Regions from separate parts of the Mus musculus genome. Here region 1 is linked to region 2. A link is a contact called in public Micro-C data. All regions are on one chromosome and are shown on one strand. The core of a region is the stretch at or near the end of the contact, and the rest is flanking DNA. Distances in the headings are between cores, read along the strand shown.

The links. A called contact is a pair of places that touch in the nucleus more often than the background predicts.
Region 1: a Micro-C map of embryonic stem cells shows a contact between it and region 2, with 4 times the contacts expected there. A contact is called at or near these places in 3 of 39 promoter capture datasets (embryonic stem cells, hippocampal neurons and stem cell-derived epiblast-like cells), 4 of 484 Hi-C or Micro-C datasets (Sertoli cells and embryonic stem cells), 1 of 130 datasets of targeted methods (embryonic forebrain) and 1 of 9 other capture datasets (embryonic stem cells).

Annotation. Positions count from the first base shown.
Region 1 is chr19:25,669,398-25,673,997 of GRCm38.p6, forward strand. It overlaps Dmrt2 (doublesex and mab-3 related transcription factor 2), which reads left to right and starts at 3,014. Exons shown (of 4, transcript NM_145831.3): 1 at 3,014-3,361; 2 at 4,019-4,579. The coding sequence starts at 4,055. It overlaps 2610016A17Rik (RIKEN cDNA 2610016A17 gene), which reads right to left and starts at 2,842. Exons shown (of 2, transcript NR_045347.1): 1 at 2,681-2,842; 2 at 1,737-2,048.
Region 2 is chr19:24,996,415-25,001,082 of GRCm38.p6, forward strand. Dock8 (dedicator of cytokinesis 8) reads left to right here and starts at 3,115. Exons shown (of 48, transcript NM_028785.3): 1 at 3,115-3,289. The coding sequence starts at 3,237.

The DNA of each region.
Region 1 (4,600 bases), core at 1,764-4,263, 670 kb after region 2:
GATGCTGGGGGGCGGGGGGGGGGGGGGAAGGACAGAAGTCGCATAATCCTTAGGATAAGCAGCTGGAGCCCAGGCGTCCTCACCCCTATTTCTCCTGAACATTTAGTTTACTGAAGAGTTTGTGTAACTCTGGAATCCGTTGGCGGTTCAATAAAAGGCATGGCCATTTATTCCCTCCCCCCCCCGCCCCCCCGAAGAAGCACTCACAATTTCACTTAAGAGTATGGGAGTGTCCTGGACTTCCTGAAGTTTGTCCTAGGGTAAATCCCCACCTTCCTCGCTAGAGCCATCTCACTTTCCAGCCGCTGGTGGGAAAGTGGTTCCCTGGAGGGCCTCAAGACCAGAGGATGTAATTCAACAGGCTCTTGGTTACAGCTGCGTGTCCTGAAGCTCACAGATGGTGGTATAAGGAGGGAGGTCACACAGAGGAAAGAGATGAAGTGGAGGGGAAGGGGATCCCTAGATAGCAATGAAGTTATTGCCCTTTGTTCCCCCCACCTCACCTGTCCTTGGGGTGCTGGAGAAGATGTCCTTCCCAGAGGGGAGTATCCACCTGCTAGAGGTCTAGCTAAGCCTGTAGGCTGGCTCTTCAGCACCCCTTTTCTAGTCTGCCCACCATAGAGAGCCTGGTCTTTGCCCTATAACACTCCCAAGGGCTAGTCCCCTGTCTTAGGGCTCCCTATCCCCAAACCCCATTTCCCTGTTTTGGCCTCATCTGACTGGTTCATACACAGGAATGTTATTTGTCTCCTCCTCAAGTGATGTTTAAAGTTTGGCCCAGTACAAAGGCTCCTGGGCTCCCTAGTCCTGTTTACTTTCAGTTCAGGAAACAGCTACTCACAAGCTCCCCTCCCGGCTCTACTCTCTGCCATCTGGTAGCAAGCGAACCCATTTTCTCAACTTTGTTAATATTTAAAATTACTTGCGAAGGGCTAATTATCTTCTATCTTCTTAGGGGCTATACAAGCCATGAATAAAAACCTAGCCCGTTATCCACATGATCTGGCAGGGTAGAGTGGTGGAGTTATAGTTCATTTTCAATCGGAGGGCAGATGCGCACAGACTGCCTGTTTGCAAAGGTAGAAGACTGTCTCCTGTGTGTGTGTGTGTGTGTGTGTGTGTGTGTGTGTGTGTCTCGGTGTTGCTCTCGTGGAAGAAAACTCAGCATGATTTGACAAAAACAAAACAACACACAAAAGACCAGTGCCTAATCCTGTCATGGAGGCTCTAACCCTAACTCCAAGTGCTAACATCTGAAGGGTTGCAAGACAGCTAGGGAGCTACGAAAACAAAAACAAAGCAACCACAACAAGAACAACAAATAACCAAGAGGCCGTGGCAAACCAGCTGCGACCATTTCCGGCTGAGAGCCGAGGACTCCTCACTCTGTCCCTTCAGGGCAGAGGGCTATCCTGGTCCAAGGTTCTTGACCAGGTCCCCAGCTTTCCCGAAGGACAATGGGAATTTCAGGACTCCTCACTTTCATCACTGGAGAAAACGAAGGTTAGAAAACACGTTTCTACTGTAGTCAAGAACTTAAACGCACCCACCCAGGTTAGAAAAAAAATTAGGCGAGTTAAGTTAGATAAGGAAGACCACAAATGAGGAAACTAGGGGGTGCTGAGGAACCGGTACCAAGGATTAGTTCCCCCGCTGCCTCAGTGGGGAGCCTTGAAGCTAACAAGTCGCCCCTCAAGGCCCCCAGAGACACTGAAAGAAAAAAATCTACAGGAACATATAGAAAGTCATCTTTATACATTAACTGGATATTAGGAAGCGTTCAACCTCACAAGGGCCTGAGAATACCTGCGCTTCCGGCAGGGAGGCAGGCAGGCAGGCAGCTGGTCTTTGTTCTCACTTAGGCGAGCTTGGTTGACTTGGAATTTTCTGACAGGTTCGGATTAGAGGAAAAGAATCAGCTCCGAAATTTTCTCCCATCAACAGATATCCATCGCCACTGTAGCGCGTGCCCAGGAAATCGACAACCTGTTTTCTGATGTGTTTTCTAACCCGCTCTTCCTGCGGAGGGCTGGATCTTAAGGAGAACCCTTTAAAGAAGCATCGATGGGATTTTTAAATTTAGCTTAAGGTAATAGACTGTCGCGTTGCTTAAAGGACTTCTCTATTATTCGTGGGAAATTTGACTTTGTTTCAAACATTTTTGTGAAGGGTATTTTGAGAGAGAGAGAAAGAGAGAGAGAGAGAGAGAAGAAAGTTAGTTTTCTTGATAATCACTCATTCACACATGCTAAAAGGCTGCTACGTTTTAAAAGTTTTTGTATAAATGCTTGCTTAGATTGAATATTTTTTTGTATCTAAAATTGCTAATGGCGTGGTTTATTTCTATTTGCTCCCAGAATGGACTGTGCTATCCACTGATAACAGGAAACCGTAGATGGGCTGTAGTCGTTGCTGCCACCTGCCTCGCAAGCTCTATGGAAGTAAGGAACTGCTTTGCACCTCGGAGTTATCCACAAACTACAGATATTTGTAAGACATCTGGGCGCTGACCAGCAAGATAAACATGGACTTGTTCGTGCGGAGAGAAGGATGCCAGAGTGCCCACTTTAGAGTGGCCTCTTCTCTCGGCCCAACTGCCGGTCGATGGTTAAACACCGGAGATTATGATATCATCGATAGAAATCAACGCTAACCTTTCTGATCTCTACCCCTTAGTTACCTTCTCGAGAACAACGCGATGTATAAGAGTACGAGAATCAGCTTGTTCTCTAGTCGGCGAGATAAAAGGCGACTGCTCCGCCGCAACCACTGCCCACATTTTTAGGTTTAGCTTCTGGATCAGGGACCCGGCTGCAGCGAAGGCTGGCGGGTGGACTCCGGCGGCGCAGTAGCGCTAAAGGGAAGCTTCCACTGGGCTGAGGAGGAGGGCGCTCAGCCCTAGTGCTCCGGCCAATCGGCGTGCACACCGCCTGAAAACCAACCAATCAGAGGACGCAGAGCTCGGGGTGGGGGTGGGTGGTGGATAATACTAGGAAGGGGAGCTCAGGTCCCCGACTGCAGTGAGTGTCTCTGCGCCGAAAGCAAGCAGGGTGCGCCTGAGGCGGAGTCCTGGGTCCGGGCCGGACCTTTTCCGTCCTCTTTGGACCAGAAGTGGGAAGTGAAGTGAGGCGATCCAGGGTGCAGAGGACCGAACAGAACTTTGCAGAATTTGGAATGTACGGGGTGAGGTTGCTGAGGCCTTGACTCGCCTCCGGCCTCTGTCCCCCGGTCGCCATCCAGTGGGCTCCCGCCTCCTGCTCTCAGACCCAATTCTGTTTGCTCCCACTGCCTGCAGCTCCGGGGGACAGATCCTGAAGCTGGCTCTCTTTTAACTGGGTTGCTAGCCTGAGCCTGGTTCTTGGTGAGTGCTGTGTTGTCGCCGCTGCTCGGGAGCCAGGGAGGGCACGGGGCGTGACTCTTCACTACGGCTTCTTTCTGTTTCTGGTTGTCTTGCCTTAAAGATGAAAATCAAGTTCCCTCAACCTTGTGCGGCTCAAGCACTACTGATACCAGACCAGCTTCTTCAGCTTCATGGCTGTGTCCCCCACTCCCTGTGTGTGTCCTATATAGAGCATCGGTTTAGGGGAACCGGAGGGACGAGAAGACCTCTCTAGAGTCTTTGTGGTGGTGTAGGTCAATGAGAGACATTTGGAAAACGAGGTTTCAAGGTCCCTTGTAATAAAAGGAAAGATAGTTGTACCTTCGACATTTTTATATTTATCATGGCCATGTTAACTGGCTGTGGAAAAGCCTGACAAGTGGCTTAAACTGGCCAGTTAGTAAGGTCAGTGGGTGACTTGTCTGGAAAGGCAGACAGGACTCAGGTTAAAGGTCAGGTGCACAGACCACTTAGAATTAGTAAAATACAAGCTTCGTTGAACTGTGGATCTCGGGTGTGGCCTGTAGAAGAAAACTGAGTAATTCAAGGGGGAAAGCTGGCCTTGCAGAAATTCTGGGCCGAGTCTCAGAGAGGGTCCCTAATTGCGACGGGTCTTTAGGCCTTTTTCTGTCTCCCTAGCGCGCGGGCAACCGAGCCGAACGACAGTCTAGTGTCATGACGGAAGGGCAGGCAGTCCCGGGAGTCGGGGACTGGGAGATCGACGTGGAAAGCCTAGACCTGGAGGAAGATAGCTGTGGGACTCCACTGCGGGCCACGCCGCCGCAGGAACCCAGTCCGGCGGCGGCCGATGGGGAGGAGGACGAGGACGAAGAAGAGGAGGATGAAGATGTGGAGGACGAGGGTGACGGCGAGGAGCCCGGCGTGTCCTCGGAGGTGCCAGGCCGGCCAGAGCAGCCCGGGGGACTGGCACCCAGGCCACCGCCTGCTGCTCAGGCGCTGCCAGCCGCCGCCGCCGCCCCTGAGCGCGGTGCCACCGCCGGTGGCGGCGCAGAGCCGCGCAAACTGAGCCGCACACCCAAGTGCGCACGCTGCCGCAACCACGGCGTGGTATCCTGTCTCAAGGGCCACAAGCGATTCTGTCGCTGGCGGGACTGCCAGTGCGCCAACTGCCTGCTGGTGGTGGAGCGCCAGCGTGTCATGGCCGCCCAGGTGGCGCTCCGGAGGCAGCAGGCCACAGAGGTGGGTGCCGACAGGCTGGGG
Region 2 (4,668 bases), core at 1,865-4,364:
GTCACTGAGGGGAGGATTCACTTGATCATGGAGGCTGCCGAGAAACTACGAAGGGTAGTTGGCAGGGATGTAGGCCAGTGGCAGAGACCAATTAGACCAGAATAAGCAAGGCGTGGAGCAGGGAGTGGTTTTTGTTATCCTGACATGAACCCATGAGCCAGGATGGAATCCGTACGAACACTGGTATGTTTATGAAGAAGTGATACTTTATACAGAATGTGTGACCGCCCCCGGAAGGTGGTTAGAGCTGAAAGGTAAAGGTGAGGGGGAAGCTACAGCTGACACTTTCTTTAGTCCAGACAGCAGCATGTAGGTGAAGGTCATCCAAGGTGAAGGATTCTGATTCAAAGGTGGTGGTCATTGGGATCATAGTCAACTCAAAGCAGAAGCCATAGCCGGGACTTGAGGCTTTTAACTTACTCAGTAAGTCCAAAGTTTAAATCCGAGGAATAGGGAGGCATTGCCAACAACAGCTGTGAGTGATCGTAAGAGGGAGAGCCATTAGCTCTATGGAGCTAGAAGATGTTTAAACGGAAGTGTCTAGGTGACAGGCAGAGCTTTGGGATAGGAAATGGCCCTGCACTCACTGCTCTGTGATCTGGGCCAAGTCATTGTAATCCATCAGCTCCTCGGTTTCCTCTGTTGTAGGGTAGAGACAATGGCATTACTTAGTGGTTATTATGAATTAGGTAACTGGTTAATTGTAAAGGGGCTCGAAACAGTGCCCAGTTCGGGTGTCATTTAGTTGTGTGTTAAATAATACAAGAGAGACGCAATTTACAGAAAAATAAAGTTTGGGGAAACCTAAATGAGAAGTTAAGATAATTGATGCAGGGATGGCTGGTTGCAGAAGTCAAGAGCAAGGTTTTGTGAAAAGGGAAACAAAGTTGAATGACACAAGGCTAAAGAGAAGGAGGAAGGGCCAGAGAGGCCAGCAAATGAGGAAGGGAAGCCTTGCAGTTAGCTCTGCCTGGAGGAATAAAGAGAGAAGCTCGAGTATAGGGAACTGCAGAGACAGTGAACATGCAGAGAGGAGACGTTAGGATGGCCACTCCTGAGGTTTGCTGGTGAACCGTGAATTCGTTAGAGAGCAGATAAAGCTATGGCTAGCTCCATAGATAACATTCTTGATGATCTCAGTGACTGTTAAGGGAATGTGAAGGTATTTCTAAGCATAAAATGACAACATGGATAACGGTAATTAGATTAAGCTCAGCTCCACAGTCAGATATTATACATTGAATATAGTATAATGTGAGGCAAGGTGTGAGGTGCCATGATATACTCCTGACCGGCTCAAAAAAGTTTCCCTAATGGAAATATCTGAGCCATTTAAGATAACCTCATTACATTTTACTTGGGTTTATGTGGAACCAAGTATATTTTTGATTTGTATGAAAGTGCATGCCATGAACATTTAGAAACCCAAGACAAGCCCACCTGTACGTGGACTAAAGGCTCTGGTAAAAATGTTTCAATGGGTTACTTATTGTTCACAGAATGAAGATACACACACACACACAATTATTCTTTTAATATTTTTCTATCCAAGTATTTCCCCATAAATCCCATTGTAGTAAATATCTTTAGGAGACCTTTGGAAGTTAGAAACAACAGATATATATTTTTAAGCCTTCTAGAAAATTGACCCTGGGAATGAATCCAGGCCCTTGAGAATGTTAGGCCTTGCAGTTGCTTTGTAGCACAGGCAGACCTTGAATTTGTGATCCTCTTTCTTGCCTCAGCTTTCTGAGTAGTGGAGATTACAGGTTTGGATTACAAGGAATAGTTGGCCTCGTTTATTAAAGTCGTGTTTTCTGTCGGTCTGTACTTAGAGTCTCTGTATTGTTATGTTGTACACATTGTCTTTTATGTTTAAAGGCATTGGTATGAGGGAGGGGGAGAGTTACCTAACCAGCTCTGAAGGTTTGCTCAACTACCTACCCAGAAGCAGAGGAAGAAGGCTGCCAAGAATAAATAGCATATGGTCGGCCAGTATTTTAGTATTAGGTTACAAATTAAGTTGTAGTGGACCAGTGTTGTTCAGTAAGAACTCAATGTGCCAGCAAATGTGAGCTAAGGAAGTAATTTTTACATCTTCTTAATGGGAGCCACATTTTAATACAGGGAAAAACAAACAGGTGAAATTATCTTTAATAATATGTTTCTTAACTTAACAGCTTCCAAAGGATTGTTTTTAACATGCAATCAATACAAAAATTAAGACATTTTGCCTTATTTTTTTTCTGTACTGTCTTGGAAACCCAGTGTGTATTTATTTTCCAACCCATCTCACTTTAGACTAACCAAAAATTCAAGTGGCCAACGGCCACATGTGGCTTGTGGCTTCCATATCTAGACTCTGCAGCTTTGAGCCAAAAATATAGCCCTTTCGTGTTTCCGAAGGCAAGTTGACAAGTGGAAACACACGGAGTTCATACAACACAACTTGGACCAAATATATTACTTGAAATAGGCACAGTCTTTTCCACGCTCATCCTTTGGGGATTATTTTTATTTTTATTTCTCCAGATTTCTCCTTTGTGGTCTGGTCAGGTTTCTCCATGTAAAACAGAACTCTGTTGAGATACCGGTCAATCTCAATGCTGTGTATTCCCTCAGGTTCTAAAATGAAAAGTCATATAGCTCCTAATATTTACTCGTGGGATGCAGCCATTATAATAAAGTGTCCCATGAATGACAGTGCGCCTTCGGCTGGGAAAAAGTCGACTGATGTCCTAAGAGGCTGCCTTAAAAAGAAATGTTCCCAGGAATGGCGTCAATCCACCGGGTGGCCCCTCCAGACCCCGCTGGCTGCTTCTGGATCCAGCGCTCACTGCCCCAGTCGCCCTCCGGCTCCGGCCGCCGGCGTTTCCGGCCAGCTCTCGCGGTCCGCGCTCCGCAGCCACCGTGCCCGTCGGTCCCGGGTCAGCGGCGGGGGAAACGCGCGCCTGCGGCCGGCGACTCTGAGTATCCGGAGCGCGGCTCGGCGCGGCGTCCACGCCCTCGCCAAGCGCTCGGTGCGTGCCAGGCCGGGCGGCGCCGCGGGCGGCGGAGGGAGCAGAGCCCTCCCCCCGGGAGCTGCGCGGCCAAGGTGGAAATGCGGAAGTTTCCGCGGCGCGGCTGACAGATGAGGCTGGCGCCGGGCGCGCCGGGCTCTGCAGCGGCTGTGCGTTCGGGTCCCGTCCCCCCGCAGCCCCGCGAGCCCCGAAGCCGTGGAACCGCGCGCGCGCGCCATGGCCACGCTGCCGAGCGCCGAGCGCCGCGCCTTCGCGCTCAAGATCAACAGGTAAGACGGCGCGGTTCCTGGCCAGTCCGCGGCGGGGCGCGCCGGTCCCCGTGGCGACTCATTCTCGTCCTCTTGTCACCCGCGCTGCTGTCCGGACCAGCGTCTTGCGCCACCTCCCCAACCCGGCGTGGCTCCCGCCGCCCTCGCTGTTCTGAGACAGGTGGCCCGACCCGGAGCGCGGGGTCGCGCGCCCGAACTTGGCTTAACAAATTGCGCCTTCCTTCCAGTCGGGAGACAGCGGAAAGAAGCTAAGTGGCTGAAAATCAGCCCTGCTTTGAAGCAGATCGGTCCGTGGTCCAGGGTTAGGGCTCTTTCAACCCCCTCTTTCCAAAAAACATCTTGGCTTTGGATGGCAGCGCTATTTTTATACCTTGGTCCAAAAGGAGCCAACCATGAAGTGGAAAAAATGATTTTAAAAAAATTCCTCCTTTAAATAAGCGAAAGGGAATGAGCTGTAGCTGACGTTTAAAGATTTCTAGCACTCTAGAAAAGTGAAGAACACAGGGATTTCCAATTTATAAACAGAGCTGCACACGCCACATCTCTGTGAGTTGACTACTCATAAAGTTCTCGGTAGACTCAAGCGGCGGCGTTTCCTCCACTGAAAACTGCTGACAAGTATTCAAGGGGGCATTTTTGCCTTGACCTGGGAAATCTAGACTGCCTGGCTAAAAGATAATGTGGAAGGGCAGCGCTCTGGAGGACTTCCAGGGTTGGTGTTTTTTTCTTGTTCTTGTTTGTTTGTTTTTGCATGTGGGACGCTGGCCCACAGTAATTCATCTTTGGGCTGCTAGTGAGTGAAGCTGGAGTCACTAGGAATCACCATCCTTGAATAGTGAGCGGTAAGGACCACAGAGGGCCAGTGGAGTTTCCCTGTGCAGTTGTGAGCAAGACCTTTCACTTCCTTCACTATTTCATCTGTCCAATTAGTTTAATTATTAATGTGGACTGTATACAAATGCTAAAGGGTAACTATATCATAATTCAGTCTTCCTATCGGAGCCTTTCCCCTCATCAGGCTGTCCTGGCTGCAGTGGGGCCGTAGGGGCATAGGAAGTTTTGATGGCTGTCATCATTGCCTTCCCCGCTTCTCCTCTCTTTGTCCCTGTCATGAGAAAGAAAAAAAGCCAGGAAACAAGGAACAAGGGCAGGAAGCTGTTAGGGATTCAGGAGGGGTGAGACTGATCTGAAGTGACTGTCTGGGACCTAATGCAAGCCTGGAGACGCTCTTGCAAGGAGCTTCGGGGTTGGTATAACCCAAGGGTGGAGGATTAAAGTCCTTAGCCAGAAGTGGTGGACTTACCCATCATCCCAGCCCTCAGGAGGCTGAGACAAGACAATCACAAGCTGGATGCCAGTCTAGGCTGCATACAGAGACC